Regions from separate parts of the Mus musculus genome. Here all the other regions are linked to region 3. A link is a contact called in public HiChIP or PLAC-seq data. All regions are on one chromosome and are shown on one strand. Each heading gives the region's core, a stretch centred on a gene start, on an enhancer-like site or on the middle of the called end of the contact. The rest is flanking DNA. Distances are from core to core; before and after follow the strand shown. Region 1 holds the start of Pomt2 (protein-O-mannosyltransferase 2). Region 2 holds the start of Snw1 (SNW domain containing 1). Region 3 holds the start of Ism2 (isthmin 2).

Evidence for each region. HiChIP or PLAC-seq counts read pairs in DNA pulled down with a chosen protein or histone mark.
Region 1: a contact with region 3 is called in an H3K4me3 HiChIP or PLAC-seq map of embryonic stem cells, with 17 read pairs. The contact joins the promoter of Pomt2 here to the promoter of Ism2 in region 3. A contact is called at or near these places in 11 of 39 promoter capture datasets (the 3T3-L1 cell line, 3T3-L1-derived adipocytes, the C10 cell line and 7 more), 2 of 484 Hi-C or Micro-C datasets (both in bone marrow-derived macrophages), 11 of 115 datasets of contacts at active chromatin or transcription factors (the 230-238 cell line, bone marrow-derived macrophages, double positive thymocytes and 6 more) and 4 of 9 other capture datasets (adipose tissue, liver, macrophages and 1 more).
Region 2: an H3K27ac HiChIP or PLAC-seq map of embryonic stem cells shows a contact between it and region 3, with 5 read pairs. The contact joins the promoter of Snw1 here to the promoter of Ism2 in region 3. A contact is called at or near these places in 2 of 39 promoter capture datasets (macrophages and pre-B cells), 1 of 115 datasets of contacts at active chromatin or transcription factors (embryonic stem cells) and 3 of 9 other capture datasets (adipose tissue, liver and pancreatic islet).

What each region holds. Positions count from the first base shown.
Region 1 is chr12:87,145,924-87,149,553 of GRCm38.p6, reverse strand. It overlaps Pomt2 (protein-O-mannosyltransferase 2), which reads left to right and starts at 1,652. Exons shown (of 21, transcript NM_153415.4): 1 at 1,652-2,383. The coding sequence starts at 1,926. It overlaps Gstz1 (glutathione transferase zeta 1 (maleylacetoacetate isomerase)), which reads right to left and starts at 1,847. Exons shown (of 9, transcript NM_010363.4): 1 at 1,710-1,847. The coding sequence starts at 1,724. Gm6566 (predicted gene 6566) reads left to right here. Exons shown (of 3, transcript NR_136901.1): 3 at 1-79.
Region 2 is chr12:87,470,778-87,474,662 of GRCm38.p6, reverse strand. Snw1 (SNW domain containing 1) reads left to right here and starts at 2,364. Exons shown (of 14, transcript NM_025507.2): 1 at 2,364-2,415. The coding sequence starts at 2,402.
Region 3 is chr12:87,298,318-87,301,796 of GRCm38.p6, reverse strand. Ism2 (isthmin 2) reads left to right here and starts at 2,092. Exons shown (of 6, transcript NM_001290302.1): 1 at 2,092-2,223. The coding sequence starts at 2,092. It overlaps Gm51956 (a long non-coding RNA gene), which reads right to left and starts at 2,720. Exons shown (of 4, transcript XR_003950111.1): 1 at 2,446-2,720; 2 at 1,549-2,352; 3 at 1,281-1,454; 4 at 492-979.

The DNA.
Region 1 (3,630 bases), core at 403-2,902, 150 kb after region 3:
AAGCAGCCCTCCCTGGGTGCCCTGTCCCGGTAGCAGCATCGAGGTGTTCCTGCAATAAAGGCTGTTGAGAAGAATCTGACCATGTCGTGTCTTCCTTGCTGGCTGAGGTGGGCGCGACACCCCATGGCCCTTCAGCAGGAAACAGAATTTTTTTTTTTTTGGCTTTTTCGAGACAGGGTTTCTCTGTATAGCCCCGGCTGTCCTGGAACTCACTTTGTAGATCAGGCTGGCCTCGAACTCAGAAATCCGCTTGCCTCTACCTCCCGAGTGCTGGGATTAAAGGCATGCATCACCATCACCCAGCTGGAATCTTACCCTACATCTATTATTATTTTTTTTTCTTATATATCATTTTAGTTTCTTTTCCTGCTGCTATGATAAAATGCCCCAACAAAGGCAGTCTAAAGAAGAGTGGTTTATTTTGGCTTATAATTCAAGATGTAGTAAGTCACCTGGGGTGGGGGTGGGGTGGGGTTTGGGGGAAGAGCAGCCTGAAACAGCTGGTAAGTAACCTATGCATCCACAGCATGAAACAGAACAATGCTGTGTGTTGGTGCTTGGCTGACTTCCCCCTTATTATGGGCCCAGCCAGACCCAACCCAGGGAATGGTGTCACTCTCCCACATCAGTTAACCTGATAAAGACAATCCTAACCCTCTCTGCAGAGCATCTGGAGGCTTGTCTCCTATGTGCTTTTAGATAAACAGGGAGAGAAATCACAGCTAAGCACTAACAGCAAACCACCTGGCGATTTTTGCACTTGAACAGCTACTTTTTAATATCAAGTAGAATGTCCGTTTAATTAGCACCGGGAAGGATCATGTTTCCAACTCAAACATGCATTCTGGCGACTTTAAATTTGCAGTTTTTCTGTTGTGGGAGACTCGGCCCATGCTAGGAGCTACGTCAGAGTTGCGTACATCCCTAGCTGTTTTTATACCATTTCTTACATGATTAAAATCCTGAAAAATCACATCTGTATGTGGAAAATCTATATTAACCGGATGCAATGTCCTTTGCATCTAATGTGCCGCCTTCCTACATATCGGCCCTCCTAAGAGACTCAATTTTAAGTCTCTTATAAAACACACTCGCAGCTCCATTCCAGCAATGGCTTAAATACAAATGGCTCTAGGGTGGACTAAAGAAGTTCGACTTAAACCCTGGACGCTCCATATGCCACAGCCTGGAATCCCAGCACTTGGAAGGCGGGGGCGGGAGAGTCAAAGTTCAAAGTCAGGTTGGGCTGCACAGCAAGATCGTTTCTTAGAGCCAAACCGACAAAACTAGAAACCTGAGCAGATACTACAAGTGATTATTAACGTCGTTAAAGAGTCACATCTTTCCCCCTTGCCTTTGGTGCATGCCTGGACCACCAGGTCCCCTGAGAGACATACGAAGGGCGCCGCGAAACTGCAAAGTAGGGAACCATGTTTGAAAGCCCTAGAAGAGGTCTGTCTACCCGAAGCAGGGAAAAGCGCGATTGGACGCCCCTCAAAAGCTTCCAAGTTTAGCCTTCCCGGCCCAATCTACCACCACCATAAGGTTCAGCGGCCAGCGCGCAGGTGTAGAGTGAGCGGGCGCCGAGGTGCACGCCGGGAGTCGTTGTGGCGCCACGCGAAGAAGCGAGCTCTCAGCCCCGCCCCCCCCCACAGCTCTTCTCCGCGTTTCTCAGGAGAGACCCTCATCCCCGGACGTGGGGCACAGACCTTCCCGGCTTGCATCTCGCCCGGTCGGCCGGCCAAGAAAGTCAGCTCTCGGGACTAGAAGATGACTGAGGCCTAGCGGGGTCCAGAGAGCGAAGGTTGGACTAGATGGCCTCCCTCCTTCGGGCTGGCCCCGCCCCCGCCCCCTGAGCTGCTGGGAGTTGTAGTTCATGAGCCGACTCGAGTTTGTCAGTCCTTGGTTTCCCTCCGCCTCCCGCAATGCTCTACGCCTCAGGCCGCCTCTTAGCTGCCCGGGCGGCCACCACACTTTCCGCCCCGCCCAGAGCCCGGGGCCCGGCGCTCCGCGGCAAACGGAGGGAACTACAAATCCCATGGCACCTCGAGACGCCTTCTTATGACCCCTTGACGGGGCAGCGGACAAGACCCGGCGTGCCTCCGGCCCGGAGGGTGATCCTTCGGAAGGGGAGGATGCCGCCGGCCATAGGCGGTGGCCTAGCGGGCTCCGAGCTGCGTCCCCGTAGGGGCCGCTGTGTGCCGCAGGCTGCCAGAGCCGTGAGCCGAGACGTGGTCCCCCAGGCTGCAGCACGGAAACTTAAACGGCCTGCTTGGAGCTCGCGGCGCTTCCAGGCGGCAGGGTGGTGGGCCACGTTGGCTGTGGTGACGCTGCTGTCCTTTGCCACCCGCTTTCACCGGCTGGACCAGCCTGCTCACATCTGGTAAGTGGCGGAAAGGACTTGGCGGGCACCATGGCAACTGAGAGGGAGTGACGCCACCCTCTGATTGGCTTGAGGGCGCGAAGTGGGCGGGATTCATCGGAGGCACGACAGGTCCTTGGCGGTAGAGAAACTCAGTTGTATTTCGAGGGGAGTAGGGGGTGGCTGGGGAAAGCTTTCCGGTGTGTCAAACCTCGGAGAATAGGTTTGCCCTGGTGGGGGTCCCACACTCGGAGTTTGCAGGAGTTGTCCTCATGTCTTCTAGTCACCTGGCTTTAAAATGGTGATACTCAGAGGTTCTTTGAACTTGGCTGAGAAATTAGTAAATTCGTAGAACATAATTTTCCCAAAGCGTGATTTTCAAAGAAAAAGATTCCTATAGAGTAAGGATAGTTTGGGTATCGGGAGATGGCGGCACAGATTCTGAGCAACAGGTCTGGTGTTATCCTGTGAGAATTATTTTCTAGGCCTTACTTTGTATGATACAGATGGTGGCTTGAGGCTTGGTTCAATTCCATTTCCCAAGCTCACAGAGTTACTTGATCTTTAGCTGGAAGGGATGTTTTATCTTCTCTATATCACCAAACAGAAACTTAGCATAGAAGGTGTCACAAGTGGATCTTACTCAAGAGCAAGCAAACACACTGACAGGGCTGCTCCTATAGGAAACTAATAAATTACTGTGAAGCTAATTAATAAATTAGGTGCATTTTATGACTGTTGGGAGCTGTAACTACTGGGTTAAACACAAAGGCGTAATCACAGGAAGGGGAATGAATATCAGCACCTTTAGAGTTAGGTTCTTCCACCCCCTGTCAAATCCTACTATACATGACTGTATCCCAAAGAGATAGGTGTACCCACAGTGGGTTACATAATGGCCAAGGACTAACGAGTTTGGGAAATCTATTTTAACACTCACAAGCCTTAATTAGCTCTGTTCTCATAGGAGACATTGCCATATCTCTTATTGCAAGCACAGCCCTAAGAAATGGCCCAGGTCAAATGCAGTTAGGGCATCCTAGGTACATTCTTGGCACGTGTGGTTGTCCATCATCAGCTGCCACTTGTCTTAGGTGGCCCGTCTGAATCTTATCTGGCTTTGGGGTTAGACTTAGAGGAGAAAGAGAGAATTGTTTTTTGTTTTGTTTTGTTTTTTGAGACAGGGTTTCTCTGTATAGCCCTGGCTATCCTGGAACTCACTTTGCAGACCAGGCTGGCCTCAAACTCAGAAATCCGCCTGCCTCTGC
Region 2 (3,885 bases), core at 1,115-3,614, 170 kb before region 3:
GTTAGGTCTTCTGGGTTTGTTTGTTTGTTTGTTTGTCTGTTGCAAATTGCTGGCGGTGGGCTGAAACACAGACAACGTAGGTAGCTTACCAAAATCCAGAACCAGATGACATAGGGAAACTCATGAAAATCCAGCACATAGGAACCAAACTCGCACTGTACATACTTAAAGGAAATCACTGACTATGGCAAGTCATTTAAAAATAAACTTTATTGGTTTGAAGAGATCAGTTAAGAGCACTGACTACTCTTCCAGAGAACCTGTGTTTAATTCCCAACACCCACATTAGTGGCTTATGAACATCTGCTACTGTAGTACCCAAGGGGTCCAATATCCTCTTCTAGCCTCGGGCACCAGGCATGCATGTGGTACATATATACATGCAGACAAATACCCCGTATACCTAGAATTATAAATTAAGTTTTGTTACATATAGTGTATGAGTCTGTGTGTGTAAAACTACCACAACACGCATGAGTAGGTCAGAGAACAACCTGAGAGATTCTGATTTCTCCATGTATGTGAGACTGTACGCAGGCAGTCAAGCATGGCAGCAAGGGCCTTTACCCACTGTGTCACCCAATCAGTTCTACAGAGCTCTCTCTCTCTCTCTCTCTCTCTCTCTCTCTCTCTCTCTCTCTCTCTCTCTCTCTTTTCTTCTTCTTCTTCTTCTTCTTCTTCTTCTTCTTCTTCTTCTTTCTCCTCCTCCTCTTCCTCCTCCTTCTTCTTCTTTTTTTTTTTTTTTTGGCTTTTCAAGATAGGGTTTCTCTGTGTAGCCCTGGCTGTCCTGGAACTCACTCTGTAGACCAGGCTAGCCTCAAACTCAGAAATCCACCTGTCTCTGCCTCCCAAGTGCTGGGATTAAAGGTGTGCACCACCACTGCCCAGCCAGATCTACTCTCTTAATTGTGTTGTAGTAAAATTGCTGTTCTCTATATAACCATGGGATGATTAGGGATCATCAGGGTACAAGCACCCCAAACGATATGTCTCTGTGGAAAATGAGAATTGACTGTCAGAATACATATCCATCCCTTTCTTTCAATCCTACATCCTAGGTTTTGGGCTATGCCTTTCTGATTTCCCACATTCATTATTTTAACATTGCCCTCAGTAGCCTCTTTAGTCTCTCATTACCATAGAAAACCAGTGTGTGGCAAGAAGAGTCCTTTTGTTTGTTTGGCGTGGTGATTTACTTATGCTTAGTGCAAGGTGTGGTACTCTCAGGAGGTATGGCATTGTTGGAGGAGGTTTGCCACTGTGGATGTAGGACTTTGAAGAGATCTATATCTACTCAAGCTCTGCCCAGAGTGAGACAAGCAGTCTCTCCTTACTGCCTTCAAATTGGCTTGCTGAACTCTCAGCTCCTTCTCCAGCACTATGTCTGCCTGGATGCTGCTATAATGATAATGAACTGAACCCCTGAAAATTTAAGCCAGCTACAAGTGATATTTTCCTTTATAAAAGTTGCCTCAGTCATGGCATCTTTTCACAGTAATGGGTACACTAAGACAGTTTGGTTTTAGTCTTTTGAGACAGGGTTTCTTTGTGTAGTCTTGGCCATCCTAGAACTAGCTCTGTAGACCAGACTGGCTTTGAACTCACAGTGATCTACCTCTGGGATTAAAGGCATGTGCCTCAACTGCTGGACTAAGAACTGTCTTTCTTGAGCTGCATTCAGTGGCAAAGACCTTTGATCCTAACACTTAGGAGGCAGTGTCAAGCTGATGTCAGATCATGACCAGCTTGGTCTATAGGAAAAGTTCCAAGGCAGCCAGGACTACACAGAAAAACCCTATCTCAGAAAGAAATAATTGTCTTTCTTACCTGTCTCAGTCCTACTTCAGCTCCAAATTATCAGCTGAACTAAATCTACGCTCATTGATCTTAATTTCTAGCATCTTCTTTATTTGCCACACCCCACACTGTTTTTTAAATAATTCATTCGTGAAGCAAAATTTAAAGTAGATGACTGTTAACACAACGATTAACTATATGCACGGAGGGTGGCTTATAGTGGGGGATCAGCCAGACTTTGCATCCTATTCAAAACTCTTAAGCAGTACTATGTGTAGCGGCCTTAAAGCAGAGTTGGATAATAGTATTAGCGTCCCAAAATAAGGCTTTATATCATATTTTGTATTATCACTACTGACATGTTAAACAGAGACCCTGTAGCCTGTAAAATCTACAGAAGTAAGGAATTTCGTATGCTAAGGTAGTTGTTGCTAACGCACTTTCAACAGACTGGCTGTCACAAGTCTCTCTCAAAGAACTACAAGGCCCAGAGGGCCGTTCGGTCAGAGCGCCTGCGCAGTGAGCATTTTTCCATTGTGTTCCTCGTTCCCGGGCAAGACTCGCCCGGCGACGTTGTGGCCTGCGCAGGAAGAAGCGGAAGAAGATGGCGCTCACCAGGTGGGTTGTTGATTTGGGTCCTCGATACGGAAGGGTCTGGAGTACACATCTTTTCCTTTCTGCCCGTACTGTTCGGGCTGTGACCTGGCCTGAGGCGCAGAAGTAACTTAGTCAAAACCGTGGCTGGAACCTCTCTCGGGCTTCCTCCGCGACTAGGCCGCGCCGAAGCCGGGGTCTTTCCTTCGGGGCTTCCCGGGTTGAGTTCGCCCCCCCCTGTTCCGAGAGCCCTGACATGGCCTCGCCGCGAGGACCTCACATGTGCTTCGCGTAAGCGGCGCGGTAGATTGACGAGCGCCTTGTGGACTGCGGGCTGAGATGGTTGCACTGCGAAGCCGCGGCTTATTTAACCCCGCTAAGCAAAGCTCGCCCGTCTCGTGGGAGGCTTTCCAGCCGCTTGTATGTTTTGTGCTTCTCATTTTCTCCTGCTACTCTCTCTCTCCCGAAACAAAGATTTTTGCAAAAAAAAAAAAAAAAACAAAACAAAAAAACAAAGAGTTGGGAACGTCCGAGAACCGACCAAGTTTTTTTTTAATTGACAGCAGTAGGGGCTGCTGTTGACTAAATGCGCGCCGCTCCACCTTTTAACTTTGGATCTTAGAATTTCTTTTGTACATAGAACCACCTCCGGCTTTTGCTGTTCCTGGTTGCCCTGGTTACTGTATGTAAAGTGTTTCCAACCTTTAAGGAAAAGAAAATGCTAAGTGGGAGACTTCCAAAAAGTTATGTAACTCCCAACTGCTGTAAGTGGAAAAACTTTCCATGCAAACTCAGCTGGAAAAGTCTGATTTTAAAGAAGGTATTCACTTTAGGGCCTTGGATTGTACCTGTTAAACCCACTTCTCATATTTTTTCCTGGCTCATAACAATATGAATCCTAAGAATATTTTGGTTATATGAATTAAGGTTTGTTGTCCTGCTTTGCCCTAGAGGTAGTATATGTAGAATGAAAAAAAAATTTTTTTTAAACCGGGAAGATGGACAAGTGGGTACACGGATGAAAATAGTGCAGGCGGGAGGATCTCAGAGTTCCAAGGCCAATCAGGTCTGTATAGGTAGTTTAAGGCCAGGATTTAAAAACAAAAACAGAATAACACTGACCTGGTTAGCTTTAACTGTCTGCTTAACACCTGGTCAAAAGATATCAGGTGAAAAAATTGCCTAGAACAGATTGGCTTATGGACATGTCTGGAAAGGATTGTTTTTCTTGCTAAGAGATGCAGGAAGATCCAAACCACTAATGGCTGCTCCATTCCCTAGGCGGGATATCCTGAACAGTATAAGCTAGATGAGTATAAGCCACTCTGCCAACCAGCAAGCAGCTTACATGGTGCCTAGCCTGCCTGCCTGCTTGCCTCCCTCCTTCCTTCTCTGCAAGAAAGCAAGTCCCTCTTGCTCTTGATTGTCTGTGGGATTTCACTAGCTGCCTTGACATCTCTCGTGGGTTTTAACCTGGAATTAAAAGCCAAATGT
Region 3 (3,479 bases), core at 843-3,342:
TCCACTGTAGACCCAGGCATGGTGACCAATGCCTTCAATCTTTGCACTAGAGGTATAGAGTAGGGAGGAGGAGTGTATCTGTGAGTTCCAGGACAGCCAGAGCTACATAGTGGGACCCTATCTCAAAAATTAAATGAATAAACAAAATTTTAAAAAATAAACCACTACAACTGTGGGTGTTGGTAAAGACCGCCAGCACTCTTAACCACTGACTAGCCACTCCAACCCCTAAAAAATGGATATGGTTTATGACATTTGAACTGTGCCTTAATGAAATTGGTCAAAATTAGAAAAGATATAAGTTTCATGGCAGTGAATGGTGGGAGTGATATGAGGTCAGAAGTGGGTCCAACAGAGCCCGTTTGGGTATTCAGACAGTCCAGACTAGGGGGCGTAGCTTGGAGAGGAGAGGGCGTGGCTTGGAGTGGAGTAGCAGTTATTGACATGGAAACAGAATGAATGAATGAATGAATGAATGCCCAACAAGCTCATTATCTTCAAAGTCACTTTTAATCTGGTAAAAAGTGTCAAAAGTATGGCTAAAATATTGGCGGTAGATGTGAAAATATTTATACCAAAAAGAAAAAAAAAAAAAAGAGGGGGCTGGAGAGATGGCTCAGTGGCTGCTCTTCCAGAGATCCGGAGTTCAATTCCCAGCAACCACATGGTGGCTCACAACCATCTGTAATGGGATCCAGTGTCTTCCTCTGTTGTGTGTCTGAAGACATCGACAGTATACGCATATACATAAAATAAATAAACTTTTTTTTTTAAATGTAAAGCTTAACCTTTAGTCCGGTGAATTCAGCTTAATTTAGAAGCCGCTCCCTGGCTAAAATTCTGTTCTCGGTGTTTATCACGTACCAGGCAGCCATCTTCTTAATTTGGATCATGCGAAACTGCCAATATTCAACCCCTTTGACAGGACCCCACAAGCAGGCTGTCACCCAATGCAATGCGTCACCATTCAATTCTGCTGCTGTGGAGAGCAGGGGTAATTTCAAAACAAGACCAAGTAAAAGCAAAACAAAACAAAACCCAGCGCAGCTCTGAGATTTCCACTCTACTTCAGGCACCCCTGAGCAGTCGTAGACCACAGCTTGGTCATAATAGCCACCCTCTCCACTGCCCCCAGGTTCGCTTCCAGGCTCCCTCCTCCCGCCATCCCAGGTAGGTATCACCTTGATTTCATTCTCTCCTATTCTCATCCTACCACCTGGTCTAAGCCACTGCTCCGGAATTCTAGTTGCCCAAAGGTCGCCGTTCAGTGAGTGGCTTACTGTGAAGATCCAACCCGAAGGTCTGGCCGAAAGGGCTGGGCTGTCCTAAGGATCAGCGACACCAGCTGCAGGACGGATCCTCCGACCCCTGCACTCAGGCTTACCCCACCACAGCACACCCGCTGTTCTGGGACTGTGGCTTGTGTGGTCTCCTGGGTCTGACAGTCCTAAAAGCTGAAAGGGGATCGGGAGCTGGGACCGCAATGTGGCGGCGGGCTCCTCATCCCAGGCGACGCTGTTGAACTTCCAAAGTCCCTCGCAAACCTACCTGGCTGCACGCACACTTTTGCCTAAGTTCCAAAGTCTCCCACCGCTCGCCGCCGGTCAGTCGCGCGTCCCTGCCTGTGAGGCCCGGGCTAGTTTGGGAGGCTGTCGCCCGCGCTGTCGAGGAGCGCTCCTGTGGCGCCGCAGCCTTCTCGCCCCTCAGCAGCCCCTCGTGGGACCGCAACTTTCCCGGGACAGGAATTCGCTTGGGGCCGCGACGGCGACAGTGGCGGGGACTGAGGGCGGGGTGGCCGCCAGATCAAAGGAGCCGCCCCGCGGAGCCCGGACGAGTCCCCGAGCGCCGAGGGGCCCCTTGGGGAGGGCGAAGGGGGGTAGAGAGACATGGGGCCACTGACCTCGCTCGCAGACCCCTGCTCACCGGCGGCGCGCACCCGAGCGCGCGCTCCCGCCGCTCCTCGCGAGGTCCCCGCGCGACTGGACGGAGCCTGCGCCGCAGCCCGCGCTCCCGCCCCAGGAGGAGGCGAGGCGGGGCGCGAACGCGCTCCCGAGCCCCGCGGCTCTGGCAGAGCAGCCTGGAAGGGACACGATGCGGCCACCGCCCAGCCGAGCACGGTTCCCGCGCGCCTTGATGCTGCTGGCCGCCCTGCTGGCCACTGGCCGAGGGCTCCCACTGAGGAAGCGAGGTCCCGGGCCCCACGGCCACTCGAGGATGGCGGAGGTGAGTGATGAGCGGGACTGGAGGGACGGAGCAGGGTGGGCACTGGACGATGGCCAGGAGCACTGAGCCCGCAGGAGTTTACACTCTCCACGCGTGGCCGCGAGCCCTGGTGGCGCCGTAACGTACTGGCTGCAGAGGGAAAAGTTGACTGTGGTGCCTGCTCCGCGGTGGCCCGGCTTCTTGGGTCCTACCCACCCCTTCCTCGCCCTGAGCGAACATCACCTGCAGCAGCACACCCCTGAAAAGCCACCCTGGAGCGGAGAGAGGAGATTCCAGGGCTCTGTGGAGTGGTGGCCTGGGGCTACCGACTTGGGCTAAGTGATTCTCTTGAAGCAGCCCCTAAATACTAACCAACCAAGGATTCGAGTTTTCCATTGGGAGTTGAGGCAGGCTGAGGGAGTTAAGGGCGTTCTGCACCTTGCTGGGTGTAGGCTGTCAGCCAGCATTTCTTCAAAGAATGTGTGTCCTGAGATAGAAGAGCATGGCGAAAGAGTGCTGGCTGTGTTAGAAACAGTGTTTCAGTCACCAATCACTGCGGTCTAGCCTTATGCTCTCCTTTCACAGTTTTAGTGGCTATTCCCCGTTCCTGTCCCCATTTCCATGGAGGCTTGTTTGTAATGCAAGAGCCAGCCTGATGTGTAGTCCTCCTCCTCCTCCTTCTTTTCGAGACAGGGTTTCTCTATGTAGCCCTAGCTGTCCTGGAACTCACTCTGTAGACCAGGCTGGCCTCAAACTCAGAAATCCACCTGCCTCTGCCTCCCAAGTGAAGGGATTAAAGGCGTGTGTCACCACTGCCCAGCTGATGGGCTCTTCTTGCCTGGAGCTGTTCTGGAGGAAGACTCCTATTTCCGAAATGGGGAAACTGAGGGGCCAGGACCTATAGGAAACAAGAGATGCTAAATGCATGACTTGGACCGGAGTTTGGGCTATATTGTTAGAGCCCAGACTCCCAGAGCCCTTCAGAGGATGGGAAGGCTCCCTTAAGTTTACATCCCTTAAATATCACAAACCATTGTCACCTCTAAGACATTTTTTTTTCTCCTCAAGTTCCCAGCTTTCCCCAGTAGGAATGTATCCTGTTAATTATAGGGCTGTAATAGGGCTGCCTTCATTCTGGGGCCTGGAATTTGTAGTCCTGGGGGCAGCTGTCTCTTGCTTTGCAAGAAGCCTATCACTGTTCCTAGGCACTGCCATAGGGCCAGATGCTGCCAGATGTTTCCTGAGGGGCACACATCTACTTGGCCATTGTTGAGAAA